Regions from separate parts of the Mus musculus genome. Here regions 1 and 3 are each linked to region 2. A link is a contact called in public Hi-C and HiChIP or PLAC-seq data. All regions are on one chromosome and are shown on one strand. Each heading gives the region's core, a stretch centred on a gene start, on an enhancer-like site or on the middle of the called end of the contact. The rest is flanking DNA. Distances are from core to core; before and after follow the strand shown. Region 1 has its middle 18 kb from the start of Gm24988. Region 2 holds the start of Rabgap1l (RAB GTPase activating protein 1-like). Region 3 has its middle 4.0 kb from the start of Gm24988.

Region 1 (4,731 bases), core at 1,387-3,886, 65 kb before region 2:
ACATAACATATTAAAACTGAATCATTAAGAAATATATTCAAAAGCTCTTATATGATACCACCTGACATAGTGAGAGAGTATTTAAAATGTATTATATATCTATGTACATTGTCTAACAATCAATTTACTTAAAAAAGGTTATCAGTGTTTCTAGGAGAGAAATTACTTTATCAGTAAGTATATTTTAAAAATTTCAAAATAGCAAAAACTCTTTGAAGTTAAACATTAAGAAAATGCTAATTTCAAGTACAGTGAGAAAAATTATCAATAATATCTCCATGATATTTGTAGAACATGATTTTAATATTTTCAACTGTTGATATTCAACAAACAGAATAGTTATTTTAAGATATATTTTGAAGCTCTGTCTCCCTTTTCATTTCTGATTTTATTAATTTGGATACTGTCTCTGTGCCCTCTGGTTAGTCTGGCTAAGGGTTTATCTGTCTTGTTGATTTTCTCAAAGAACTAGCTCCTGGTTTTGTAGATTCTTTGTACAGTTCTTTTTGTTTCTACTTGGTTGATTTCAGCTCTGAGTTTGATTATTTCCTGCCGTCTACTCCTCTTGGGTGCATTTGCCTCTTTTTATTCTAGAGCTTTCAGGTGTGCTGTCAAGCTGCTAGGGTAAGCTCTCTCCAGTTTCTCTTTGGAGGCACTTAGAGCTATGAGTTTTCCTCTTACCACTGCTTTTATTGTGTCCCAATAGGGACTGATAGGGTGCATGGGATTATTTTAATCTTCTTGTATCTGTTGAGACCTGTTTTGTGACCAATTATATGGTCAAATTTGGAGAAGGTACCTTGAGGTGCTGAGAAGGTTATATTCTTTTGGTTTTGAGTGAAATGTTCTATAAATACCTGTTAGATCCATTTGGTTCACAACTTCTGTTAGTTTCACTGTGTCTCTGTTTAGTTTCTGTTTCCATCATCTGTCCATTTCTGAGAGTGGAGTGTTGAAGTCTCCCACTATTATTGTGTGGGGTACAATGTGTGCTTTGAGCTTTAGCAAAGTTTCTTTTATGAATGTGGATTCCCTTGCATTTGGAGCCTAGATGTTCAGAATCTTGGTAGTTTTTTTCTTTGACCAGTATAAAATGTCCTTCCTTATTTATTTATTTTTTTTGATAACTTTTGGTTGAGAGTTGATTTTATTCGATATTAGAGTGGCTACTTCAGCTTGTTTCTTGGGATCATTTGCTTGGAAAATTGTTTTCTAACCTTTTACTCTGAGGTAGTCTGTCTTTGTCACTGAGGTACGTTTCCTGTATGTGGCAAAATGCTGGGTCCTGTTTACATATCCACTCTGTTAGTCTATGTCTTTTTATTGGGAAATCAAGTCCATTGATTTAAGAGATATTAAGGAAAAGTGATTGTTACTTCCTGTTATTTTTGTTTTTAGAGGTAGAATTATGTTTGTGTGGCTATCTTATTTTGGGTTTGTTGAAAGATTACTTTCTTGCTTTTTCTAGGGTATAGTTTCCCTCCTTTTATTGGTGTTTTCTATCTGGGCTGGATTTATGGAAAGATACTGTGTAAATTTGGTTTTGTCATGAAATATCTTGTTTTCTCTGTCTATGGTAATTGAGAGTTTTGCTGGGTTTAATAGCCTGGGCTGGCATTTGTGTTCTCTTAGGGTCTGTATGACATCTGTCCAGGCTCTTCTGGCTTTCAAAGTCTCTGGTGAGAAGTCTGGTGTAATTCTGATAGGTCTGCCTTTATATGTTACTTGACCTTTTCCCTTACTGCTTTTTTTCCCCTTACTGCTTTTAATATTCTTACTTTGTTTAGTTCATTTGGTGTTTTGATTATTATATGACCAGAGGAATTTCTTTTCTGGTCCAATCTATTTGGAGTTCTGTAGGCTTCTTGTATGTTCATGGTTCTCTCTCTCTCTCTCTTTAGGTTAGGGAAGTTTTCTTCTATAATTTTGTTGAAGATATTTACTGGCCCTTTGAGTTGTGAATCATCACTCTCTTCTATACCTATTATGCTTAGATTTCATCTCATTTTATCCTGGATTTGCTAGATGTTTGGGTTAGGAGCTTTTTGCTTTCTGCATTTTCTTTGACTGTTGTGTCAATGTTTTCTATGGTGTCTTTTGCACCTGGGATTCTCTCTTCTATCTCTTGTGTTCTTTTGGTGACGCTTGCATCTGTGACTCCTGATCTCTTTCCTAGGTTTTCTATCTCCAGGGTTGTCTCCCTTTGTGATTTCTTTATTGTTTCTATTTCCATTTTTAGATCTTGGATGGTTTTGTTCATTTTCTTCACCTGTTTAATTATGTTTTCCTCTAATTCTTTAAAGGATTTTTGTGTTTCCTCTTTAAGGGCTTCTAGCTGTTTATCTGTGTTCTTCTGTATTTCTTTAAGGGAGTTATTTATGTCCTTCTTAAAGTCCTGTATCACCATCATCAGAAGTGATTTTAAATCTGAATCTTGTTTTCCTGGTATATCCAGGACTTGCTATATTGTGAGAATTGGGTTCTGATGATGCCAAGTAACCTTGGTTCCTGTTGCTTGTGTTCTTGTGCTTGCCTCCTGCCCTTCTATTATCTCTAGTGCTACCTGCCCTGCTATATCTGACTGGAGCCTGACCTTCCTGTGATCCTGGGTGTGTCAGAGCTCCTGGGAGTCAAGTTGCCTCTGGGCTCCTAAGATCCTGGTGTGACCAAGCTCCTGGGATCCCTGTGGACCTGGGCGTGTTAAAGCACCTGGGAGTGGAACTTTTACCGAATGTTGTGGGACTGGCTGTGGAGTTAGCACCCAAGGTCTGCTCAGGACATAGCTCAGACTGGTTGCCCACTGATCGGGCAAAGTTCCTGGGTCCCACTAATCCCAGTTACTTCTCTTGTTGGGGCAGGTGTTGTGTCCTCCTCACCTCTGATCCAGTATATTTCCTTTTCAATGTGAAAAGGGGACATACAAAACATTACCAAGGACCTGGGTGTGGTGTCTCATGCCTATAATTATAGCACTCAGGAAGCCAAGCCAAGAGAATTCCCATAAATTTCAGGCTAGCCTGGCCTACATAATGAGTTCCAGACCAATCTGGGCTATGAAGTGACACCACTATCCCCAAACAACACAAACAGCAGCTGTGGTGGCAAATGACAACAACAAATTAAGAAGGAGCTGGAGAAGACACCCTGGAATTGGTACCACAGATTTTTATGTATCTTTGCCTCAACCAGTATGATACACATGACTGCTGGTGTACACAATCAGCTATCTGGGGATCCTTTTGCTCTCTCTAGGTCAAGACTGTGGATGGGAGAGAAGGCCCTACCTAGGCCCTTGAGTGTTCAAAGTCTATGTGTCAGGATGAAAGAACCAGAGATTTATAGTTCCAAGCCTATTGTTCTATCCCTTAGAAGCTAAAGACTTATAGCCCTAGATACTTAGTTTGGAAGCTTATTACACTGACTTTTAGTAACAAATAGGCCTAGAACTTCTTAACTTTCAGAATTCTCAATTTCCAAGAACAATGCAATAGTTGCAAAAGCAGAGTGGTAGCACTGGTGGCAGGTGATTGTGACTTCTAATATTACAGTGCTCCTATGGGCCTTGCCTGCTGGAGCGCACAGCACCGGGGTCACCAGTATTAGCACTCTTGTGCCTAGGTTATCTCAATTCCCAACTGCAGGCCTTCTGGTGACCAGAGCCCATAGTTGTTCATCTTTAGATCTCACAGCCAGTATTAGGCACTTCTATTCCAGCAGACTGAGTTGCCTATTGACACACCAAAGCTGATGCTGTCCCCAGGTTCTTCCAGCATCCCTCAGTCCCTACTAGGTACAAGTAGGGACTTCTGGTTGGCATCTCCCACTTCCCCCTAAACTTCTCCAGCCCAGGGACTGTACTGAGCCCCCCCTTCTCTGGTCACTATGTAACGGAGCCATTTTGGTTACCTGTTCCCTTTGCTCTTTTAGCCAGTCTTTTGGCCCAGGCATCTCCTCTTGGTCAGGGGATCATCTCTTGCTCTACCTCCCTGTCTCTCTTCACTTGGCCCAGCTCCGCCTGACCATATTCACTCTGGACTCTTCCAGATACCTACCTCTGCCTCTGTCCATACCTGTGGCTCTGCTCTCCCCTCTGGCTACAGTAAACCTTACCATTCTTTGACCTCTCAAGCTATGCTTTTTACTTTTTTTTTTTTATAATTTAGAGATTTATTTTTTATTGCTTTAAAACTATGTATTGCTATATGTGTCTGCACGTGGGCATGTTCACTGAGTTCACATGCCCAAAAGAAGCCAGAAGCAGCAGATCCTTCTAAAGCTGGAGTTTCAGATCGATGTGAATTGCCTAATGTGGATGTTAGGAGCCCAATGCTCTGAAGATGCAAAAAGTGCTCTTAGCTGAGACAGTTCTCCAGATGCAGGCTAAGCTTTTTATTGGGTCTGATATTGCCATACCAGGGGCCAGGATAGGAGAGTATCCTCTGGATTGCTCACAAAGCATCTAGCCAGCCTGCTTAGAGAACCAGAGTGTGTGTGTGTGTGTGTGTGTGTGTGTCAAAGTCATCTGCACCAATCACAACAAAGGAAGACAGTGTAAGCTTCAGCTACAACCCAGTCCCCGACACCAGCCAATCACAACAGTCCCTCCCTCATACCAGTTACGGGCCTTTTGCTGGGCCACCAAGTGAGGTCCTCCAGCTATAGTCTGGGTGAAAAGATCTCAATGGTGAGTGGGGTCATCTAGAATTCATGGTGGCATGTCATGGCACACAG
Region 2 (4,525 bases), core at 762-3,261:
CTTTTATTAGGGCAAGCTGATTTAAATAAAGCACAGAATTTAAACTAATTTTTTAAGTGCAGTGATGAGTTCTCAGACATTACATAAATAACCCAGTCTGGGAAGGGTTCTGGGTAGTAGACAAATCCCTATGAGGACCTTCTAAAATTTTATCAAGTACAGAATCTATTCATGTCATTAAAACAATATCTGTGGGAGAGTCATATGATTCTTCCTTCCATAATATGTATTGAAAAATTCAGACTTGACTGCAAATAATAAAAATCTAAATTCATTTTAAAAATCCTAAGTAACTAAGAAAACATCTTGACTCAGGGAAATGACTAAATCTAGAGGATGACTTCTGGCTTATTTTGAACTCTTTCATAATGTGTCAGCTTCGCCTTCGGGTCAGCTTCCTTCACTGTAGAGGTGGTGGCTTCGTTAACTAAACCCACCCATCTCAGCAGCTAGTGTGAGGAAAAACTCCTTTTCATTCTCCTCCACACACAAGATGTGCCTGGCTGTGTTCAGTGTTTAATATTGTCAGTTTGACAGGATATAGGATTATCTGGGAGACAAGCGTCCAGGCGTGCCTGTGAGGGGTGATCTAGATTAGGTTAACTGAAGTGAGAAGTCCGGCTTTCACGTGAAGTCACACCCTTCTTAGGCCTGGCCTCCTGGTAAACAGGAGAAAGTGAGCTAAGTCCTAGCCTTCATTGTCCCCTTTGTCAAATAACTTCGCTTTGTTTAGAAGATACCTGAAGGCAAATGCTATGTATGGCCTTTTCGTGTGCTGATTTTCTCATAGAGCCTGGCTCAGTATCTACTTCTCGTATATTTACAATGAGACTCTGCAAACGTGGAAGTCAACAGATGATTTGTGTTAATTAGATCCTAACTTTATTAGGTATCAAACTTAAAGCATTGAGTCAGGTTCTGGTTAGGAGGTCTACTCAGGGTACAGAGCTTAACAAAAATACCTTCTGGGAAGGACCTAACACGGAGGGGAAACCCGAATGAGTTGGAACACTTTTGCTATGACACAGCATCTGTAGGCATTAACATTAAGAAAAAGGAGAAAAGAAACTTGGGTTTGAAGGTCCTTTGACAAATGTTACAGGGTAGCTTTTGGATCTGGGTGGACAATAATGACAGACCAATTGAAGTGTTATAAGAAAAGAGAACTTTCAACTCAAGAAGCTACTCTAGAGGTCCAATCTCTGGACACATTCAATTCAAACAGTAATATTTACTGAACGGATACTTTCTATAAGCCAGGTAGGATTCATCATGAAAGGCACAGAAATGGGTGAACAGGTCCCTCTAGAATCTCTAAAATATTTCACAGATTAAGGGTACACATATTTGTGCCATAAACCTGAGAAAAAAAGTTCTTATGAGATTCAAGGAATGTACAGGTCTTTTCTGGCTGCTTGATCTAGAAAGGAAAAAATTCACAGTTCAAAAATTAGTACAATATTTGTGGCAGAAAGTAAATACTTTAGTTTATCTGTCCTCCAAAATCTACTCTCTGAAAGGCTAAAAGGTGAGACCCGGGATGCCTTTACCGTTGGGTTAGCGCTTTCCTATGTAGTCTGAGTCTGGAAGAATCAATGAAGGGGGATGCCTCCAAGCACCTTCAAAGGACAAAGAGTCCCGGTGGAAAAGTTAGTCCTCCGAGGTGACTTACTGGCCTCACGGAATGGAAATATGTAAAACAGGTTTGTTAAGAAAGAATCTCCCCAAAAGGGACTTAGAACTCAGTCAGTGCTGGGGATGATTGCCAGGCACCAGCACGCGTGCTGGAGGAGGTCCTCGCGTGCCTCCGCTCTCCTAGCTCGCCCTCTGCCCTCTGCTCAGGTTTGTACTCCGCGCTTTCAGGGTTGGGGGGGCCAAGCCGAGTCAAGCGAGCCTGTGGACGCGCGCGCGCGCCGCCGACTTAGGCAGAGAAGGCACCTCCGCCCTCGGGAGCGCGCACGCCGCGCCGAGGGGCCGGGCGCGCGCGCTCCCGCCGACCGCCTCCTCCTCAGTCCGCCCCCTCCCTCGCCTCTTCCTGCCGTGCGGTCCTCTCCCCTCCCCAGCCCGCTCCCTCCGCCCCGTTCCCTCCGCCCTCCCTGGGCTTCGGCCGCGGCGGAGTGAACGGGACGGGCCCGGCCGCAGAGCTCTGGGCGGCGGGTGGGACTCGGGCGTCTGACAGAGTTGTTGTTCCGGCACGGCCGCGGAGACGTGAGGTGAGGTGAAAGCGGCCTTCGAGGGGGGCTCGAGGGCGGCCTGACGGCTGGGAGCCGCGCTCCGGGGGGTTTTGAGGTGGACCCGGCTGGTTCAGAGAGGGTCGGGGTGCGAGGCCCGGCCCGGGACCGGGATGCTGGAGCGGGGCGGAAGGCATCCGGCGGGCTCAGCACCGTCGGCCGCCTCCGGGACACCCGGGTTCTCCGTGTGGCTGGCTCGTCGCGGTGGGGCGGCCGGGCGGGAGGCGGGGTTGGCGCCCCTCACCTGGGGCCGGGTGGTGGCTTGGGCGGCCGCCGCCTCCAAGTGTGCCCTCCTGACATTGCCGCCGCCCCCGCCGGCGGTGGCCGGGATGTGGCTGCTGCTGGGCTCGCAGTCCCAGCAACCCCGAGTCCGGGGGGGCGTGTGGACAGGTTTATTTTCTTACCCACTTGAAAGCGTCGGTTGGATCCCGTGTCCTTCCCTCGCTCTTCCCTTTCCTCCGCCCCGCGCACTTTGCTCCGTTCCTGCTGGCGATGCTTGTGGTTTTGCTGTCTGGGATAGGCTGTTTTTTGGGCAGATCTCTACCTGCCAGGAATGCCCCGCTTCAAAGTTGACCGCGTGGGCCCCGACAGACACTCATCCACACCCACGCGCATGTTGTCCTCCGTGTCCTGATAACTGAGTCAAAGTTTCTGAGACCGAGCTGGTACTTTGCTCGGATCGCCAACGGTGCAGGGCTGGGCAGTGCGTCAGCATGTGGAAAGGGGCCACTGGCCATTGGGGAGGTGGCCAGGAGCAAGGAAGGCTGAACTGAGAAGTTCATTTGTGGTCTCAAGACAGTTTCGTTCAGGTGCTTATATATTCTTTTTGGACTTCTCAGAGTTGGTTATATCAGAAAAAGACTCGAATTTAGGCGATCGTTTTTTCAGAACCGATGGTATGCAAATTAAATGAACCGCTAACCTTTAATGGTAAGGGCTTGCTTGACCTGCTTAGTGCTGTTTGGAAACAGATGTCAAAGCATGCATTTTTTTTTCCAATGGACAGTTTAGATGATTTTAATGCATCTAAATTTTCTTGTGTATGAGAAGAGGTAGATAGTTGACTGTCACAATTCAGAGAACACAATTTCCTGAAAACCTTAAGACTTTTCTTGTAGTAGTGTTTACATTTGGCAGCCGCTGCACTTCTGTAGAATGTCCAGTAATCGTGATCAGGAGGTACAGACATGAAGTTTGTAGTCAAATTGGAAGTGGATTCTATTCGTGGAAAATACTAGTTTACAAGCTGCCTGGAAAGGGAAATTGGCCTGTGATTCATTGTCTTAGTTGTGTTCTCTATATGAAACTGACACTGAGGTTGAAAGGAGAAAGGCTAGATGAATTTAATATAGTATATGTTACTACAAAATGTACTTCTTGGGAAGCTAGCTAAGACTTTGAGTTAGATTGATGACCATATTAAATTAGTTCAAGATGTACTCTTAATATACTAAACCACCTGGGGAGAAATAGATGTGATTGTTCAGGGCTTATCTGTGAGCATGTTGGAAAGCTTAATTTGTGCTCTGGGAAGCTGCAAATAAGGTAGGAAGCTCCAATATTATTGAGGAAAATAGCAAATATACAAACAAGTGCAAAAGGTATGGCTGTAGACCTATGGCAGTTTTCTTTCTTTCCTTCTTTTTAAAACATTGGATGGGAAGTTCTGTATATTATGTTTGTGTTGTTCTGAGAATTTTTGCTTGTTTGATCATTCCCTCATGATTTATATCATTAGGGTGTTCTAAAAAATATTTGAAAAGTTGTATTATTTTTGTTGGGGTATTTATTTATTTTTTAAAGATTTATTTGATTTTATGTGTTTTATCTCCACACAAGTCTGTGCACCCCCTCTGTGCCTGGTGCCAGAGGAGACCAGAAGAGGGCATCAGATACCCTGGAACTGGAGTTACAGACAGTTGTTAGCAGCCATGTATGTCCTAGAATTAAAACCAGGTCCTCTGAAGGAACATCTAGTGCTCTTAAACCACTGAGCTGTCTTTGCCTTATTTACTTATTTTTTGAGACAGAGTCTTATATGGTAGCTCTGACTGACCTGAACTTACTATATAGCCCACACTGACCTTAAACTTATAGCAGGCCTTCTGCCTCAGCCTTCTAAATACATATTAGGATTATGGACATGAACCAAGCCCAACTATATTTGTCATTGACTTACAAAGTATTATTAAGCAAGTGAAACAAGAGTTTTCATTTCTGTCAGCTCATTAGTTCTGAATTTGTGACTTTTGAAAAACTTTGCTTTGCCTGAAACTTGACATGGTTTAATTGCT
Region 3 (4,665 bases), core at 558-3,057, 88 kb before region 2:
TTCTTGGTCATGATGTTTGTCCAGGAATAGAAACCCTAAGACACACATATAGTACTTTTTTTGTTTGTTTTTCAAGACAGTTTCTCAGTGTAGTCCTGGCTGTCCTGGAACTTGTTCTGTAGATGAGGCTGGCCTCGAATTCCTTGAAATCCGCCTGCCCCTGTCTCCCAAGTGCTGGGATTAAAGGTGTGCACCATCACTACCTGGCCATATATACTTCTCAATATACTAATGCTCTTAAATTTTTTTAATTTTTTTTAAAGATTTGTTTTTATTTTATATGTATGAGTTTTTGCCTGCATGTGTGTATGTATACCAGGCATACCTTGGGGCTCCAGTGGCTAGAAGACAATTTCAACTCCCCCTGGAGTTGGAAATTAGTTGCAGCCAGTGTTCTCCAGCCCTCAATCTGAATTTCACAACAGCAGCATAAATGGGGAACATAATTGTCTTAGTTTGTTTTTCTATGGCTGTGGTAAAACTCTATGGCCAAAAGCAGCTCGGGGAGAAAAGGGCTTATTTGGCTCACACTTGTAGGTCCCAGGCGGTCACTGAGGGAAGTCACAGCTGGAGCTTAGGCAGGAACTGAAGCAGAACCTATCATGCTGGCTCGCTCTCAGGTTCACTCAGATAGCTTTTCTTTTCTTTTGAAACATAGGTTTACTAATTCTTTGAGAATTTTATATATTTTGATCATATTTACCTCAATTCTTCTTCTTAACTTTTCTCAGACCCACCTTACCTCCCTATCTTAACTCCAGCTTCATGTATTATTATTATTGTTGTTGTTATTATTGTTGTTGTTATTGGTGTGTTTATAAAAAGATAAAGGGGGGATATATTCTATGGAGGTGTAGTCAGGTATGGGGGAAGGAGGTGCCTCGGTGGGCCCATGCTGAGGCATCCCTTCCCCCTGAGGGACCAGTCACATGATGGTATAGTATAGAATAGAGTTTGTTAAAGGCACGAGAGGGAAGTTAAGAGGGTAGTAGAGACAGAGAAAGGCAGAGAGAGAGAGAGTGTGTGTAGAGGGGAAGAGGCCTGCCATGAGCATGTGGAGAGAGAGAGAGGGAGGAAGAGAAAGCAAGAGAGAGCAAGGGGAGCAAGCAGTTCCTTTTATAGTGGCTCAGGCCTATCTGGCTGTTGCCAGGTAACTGTGGGGCAGAGCATACCTGACTGTTGCCAGGTAACTGTGGGGTGGAGCTTAGACAGAATGCTAACAATTACTTCATAACTCATCTGCTTCAATGTGTTCTGCCCATATATACTTCTTGGTATTGGGCTATCCACTGCAGTGTGGTTGACTTACCAGGTGCTATCGTCTTAAAAAACAAACAAACAAACCCCAAAACTTTGACTTCCCAGTCCCCAGAAGCCATAAACTGTCCATAGTTTCTTCCTTCTGGATGGCGGCTTATAAACTCCTTCACACTTTGTGCTGGTATTTAATTGTGCAGGTCATAATCGGGCAACTTTAGCTGTGACTTGGTGAAGGTGGGAGACAGTTTTGCTCTGAGCCTCTCTTAAACTGTGGCTCTTACATCCTTCTCCAGACGGTCCCTGAGCCTTGGGGAGGGGTCACGATACCGATTTGTGGCTGGACACTCCACACTCACTAATCCTCTGCTCTTTGACTAGTTGTAAGACTAGTTGTTCACTGCACAAAGAAACTCGTCAGATGAGATCTGAGAGCTGCATTAATCCTGGTTCAGAACTGTCCACCCCCTCCTGTGCACAGAAATGGATGGAGCAGCTGGGAGATGTGGAACTTCCTGAGTGCCTACGGGCAAGAGCCACCTCCAGGCCTCACCCTGGTCGGCAACATCTAGCTTTCTTTTATAGCTCGGGCCCACTTGTCTAGGGATGGTGCCACCCACAGTGGGCTGGGCCTTCCCACATCAAATCATCTATCAAAACAATCTCTCGGTGATAGAGAGTTGGCTCAGAGGCTAACAAGATAGGTCGTTCTTCCAGAAGACCCAGGATTTATTAGCAACATCCAAATGGCAGCCCACAACCATTTGTAACTCTAGTTCCAGGATATCCAATATTTCCTCTGGCTTCCATAGGCACTGCACATTCATATGGTTAGATATACATGCAGACAAAACACCCATGCATATAAAATAGGTTTTTTTCAAATGTTCTTTAGAACAAGCAAACAAAAGGTCTCCCACAACTAGGCCACAGGCCAAGTTGATGAGAGCCAGTCTTCAACTGAGAGGTTTCCTCTTGCCTGCCAGGTGCCTCTGGCTTGTGTCAAGTTGACAAAACCGAGCCAGCACCATTATTATCATCAGATTAAAAGCCAGGAGGTCAAGCTGGGCGTGGTGGTGCACTCCTTTAATCCCAGCAGAGGCAGGCAGATTTCTGAGTTTGAGGCCAGCCTGGTCTACAAAGTGTGTTCCAGGACAGTCAGGGCTACACAGAGAAACCCTGTCTCAAAAAGCCAAAAAAAAAAAAAAGCCAGGAGGTCGAGGAAATAGGCGTTACTCTCCCAGAGGTCATGCGTTAAAAAAAAGTGGCAGAACTAGTAAGCAAGTATTGGTAATAACGTTCAGAATCTGGACTCTCCTGGTGGCTGAAGTATAGGAGCAAAAACACTTAATGTTGCTGGATATGTAAAAATAAGTAAATAAATAAATAAATAGCACACTTAATGGAGATTTTGAAACTAAGCCAATAGATCAATTTGATTTTGTATATTCAGAAGATGTTGGTCAGAGTGCATTTGACAAACACCCATCGGTGTTCCAAATCACCCAGAGAATGCATTAGACGTGATTTTTTTCAACTCAGTACCTTAGGGGAGTGTTCACCAAAAGCATTCTTGGGTATTAATCAAGAGTTCACAGCCAGGGGTGGGGAAGAGGCAGTGGTGATGCATGCCTTTAATCTCAGCACTTGGGAGGTAAAATCAAGTGTATCTCTGAATTCTTGGCTAGCTTGGTATACAGAGTGAGTGAGTTCCAGGACAGCCAGGGCTACACAAAGAAACCCTGTCTTGGGGATGGGAGGAAGAGCTCAATTGTAAAATAAATAATTTTATAAAGATTCAGAAACTCTCCTTTAAAATGTAGAGCTGAGAAGTTCATAAGGATGTTGTGATGTATTTCTGAAGGTTCAGTGGGCACCTCTGGGTGCTTCTCTCTTCTCTGGGGTTTGTGGCATTCATCCTGTGGTCTTCATAATTGCATTCCACCTGCCTAAGCATCCCCTTGCAAGACTAGCTGAAGGACATCACCCTAATCTTCTCTAGTTGTCTTTAGTTACTCAGAAAGAAAGCTCAGAGAACTCTTTCTTTTAAGAAATTACTTTTAGTTCACAGGAACACAATGATGAGTAACAAATCTTCACCAAATTTTAACAAGTTCAGCAAAGCTATCCCAAGGTCAGCAAAGCTATCCCATAGGCTGGGATTGAGGTAGTTTTATTATCGTAATCTTTTTTGGAGCTTGCTTTTTACACAACTGGTATGAATCAAGTCACTTTATGTATACTAGCTCCTTAGGCTACCGTTTCACATGAGAAACAGATACAGAAGGTTTGACTACTGGCTCAGTGTGGTTGCTAAAGTTTATATCTTAATAGCACTCCCAGAGGCCCATGCTTTCAGAAGGTACTAATGAGATCTTGTGCAAACGAAAGGGTCGAAAGCCTTCAGGTCACCTTTAGAATGCCCTGGAAAGGAACTGTTAGAGTGGAGTCCCCTTCCCTTTCTCCCCCTTTGCTCCCTTTCATGTGATGACATGCATACTTCTGATTTGGTGTGCATTCTAGCCATATGTGGCTGCCTTGCCACAGGCCCTCAAAACAGTAGGACCAACCAGTCATGAACTGAAACATCTACAAATGGATCCAGAAGCATTTTTTTTCACTTCCTAAGTTGCTTATCTCTGACACTTGCTTTGGTGACGGAAACCTGACTAACAACACCACGACTTAATAAATCACGGGGATCAATGAGTCACAGTCTGTGAGGCTGCCTGGCTCTTAAAGCCTGTGGCCTATCTGGAGTAGCCCACGCCAGGACAGATGCTTTGACAAGCAGAACTGTTGGGCAGGTTTGCTTGCTTGCTCTCTGTTTTGGTGGAGGTGGTTGCTGCTGTGGGAAGGGAGTTGTAAACACTGGTTGCTCTGGCAACCTCTTGGCAAGGTCACCATTGCTTTGGTGATTGCTCCTCTGCTTTGGAGATTTATAAACTTGATTTTCTCAATTAACCAGAAATGATGTATATTTTGAAGGAAGTCTGCTCTGAAAAGATTCACAGAGCTATAATCTCACAAAAGCATATTTTTCTAATCTGAAAAATACTTTCTCCCTATCTGGGACTCAATCTTTTTGCCAGGGAAATTGGAAAACTTGGGATTTATTTGTCTGTCTATCAATCCATCTATCTATCTATCTATCTATCTATCTATCTATCTATCTATCTATCTATCTTCCTATCTATCTATCAAAAAAGCCCAAGATTTATTCATTCATTCATTCATTCATTCATTTATCTGAAGCAGCACTTCTCTGTGTTGCTCTGGCTGTCCTGAAACTTGCTCTGTAGACCAGGCTGCCTCCAGCTCAGAGATTGTCCTGCATCTGCCTCCCATCATTTGTCTGCTTGGAAGTTTATTCATGAGAGTAGAATTGGCAAAAGAAATAGAGAATTT

The links. A called contact is a pair of places that touch in the nucleus more often than the background predicts. HiChIP or PLAC-seq counts read pairs in DNA pulled down with a chosen protein or histone mark.
Region 1: an H3K4me3 HiChIP or PLAC-seq map of intestinal villus epithelium shows a contact between it and region 2, with 3 times the contacts expected there. The contact joins the enhancer-like site here to the promoter of Rabgap1l in region 2. A contact is called at or near these places in 5 of 39 promoter capture datasets (3T3-L1-derived adipocytes, embryonic stem cells, frontonasal cranial neural crest and 1 more), 2 of 15 datasets of contacts at CTCF or cohesin (CD8 T cells and the G1E-ER4 cell line), 16 of 484 Hi-C or Micro-C datasets (B cells, the C3H10T1/2 cell line, the G1E-ER4 cell line and 12 more), 11 of 115 datasets of contacts at active chromatin or transcription factors (CD8 T cells, Th2 cells, effector CD8 T cells and 6 more) and 3 of 9 other capture datasets (adipose tissue, liver and pancreatic islet).
Region 3: a Hi-C map of the N1E-115 cell line shows a contact between it and region 2, with 2.7 times the contacts expected there. The contact joins the enhancer-like site here to the promoter of Rabgap1l in region 2. A contact is called at or near these places in 4 of 39 promoter capture datasets (3T3-L1-derived adipocytes, the HPC-7 cell line, epiblast stem cells and 1 more), 1 of 15 datasets of contacts at CTCF or cohesin (CD8 T cells), 5 of 484 Hi-C or Micro-C datasets (the N1E-115 cell line, cerebellum, embryonic stem cells and 2 more), 4 of 115 datasets of contacts at active chromatin or transcription factors (CD8 T cells, Th2 cells, embryonic stem cells and 1 more) and 3 of 9 other capture datasets (adipose tissue, liver and pancreatic islet).

What each region holds. Positions count from the first base shown.
Region 1 is chr1:160,856,241-160,860,971 of GRCm38.p6, reverse strand. No RefSeq gene overlaps it. Among named protein-coding and RNA genes, the nearest start is that of Gm24988, 18 kb to the left of the region's middle. Within about 2 kb of position 2,636, at least 10 of the 459 cell types and tissues checked have an H3K27ac peak or open chromatin away from gene starts, as enhancers often do. A contact at or near this core is called in intestinal villus epithelium, where this site is marked.
Region 2 is chr1:160,790,424-160,794,948 of GRCm38.p6, reverse strand. Rabgap1l (RAB GTPase activating protein 1-like) reads left to right here and starts at 2,011. Exons shown (of 21, transcript NM_013862.5): 1 at 2,011-2,213. Gm37083 (a long non-coding RNA gene) reads right to left here and starts at 3,054. Exons shown (of 3, transcript XR_003948752.1): 1 at 2,636-3,054.
Region 3 is chr1:160,878,018-160,882,682 of GRCm38.p6, reverse strand. No RefSeq gene overlaps it. Among named protein-coding and RNA genes, the nearest start is that of Gm24988, 4.0 kb to the right of the region's middle. Within about 2 kb of position 1,807, at least 11 of the 459 cell types and tissues checked have an H3K27ac peak or open chromatin away from gene starts, as enhancers often do. A contact at or near this core is called in the N1E-115 cell line and adipose tissue, where this site is marked.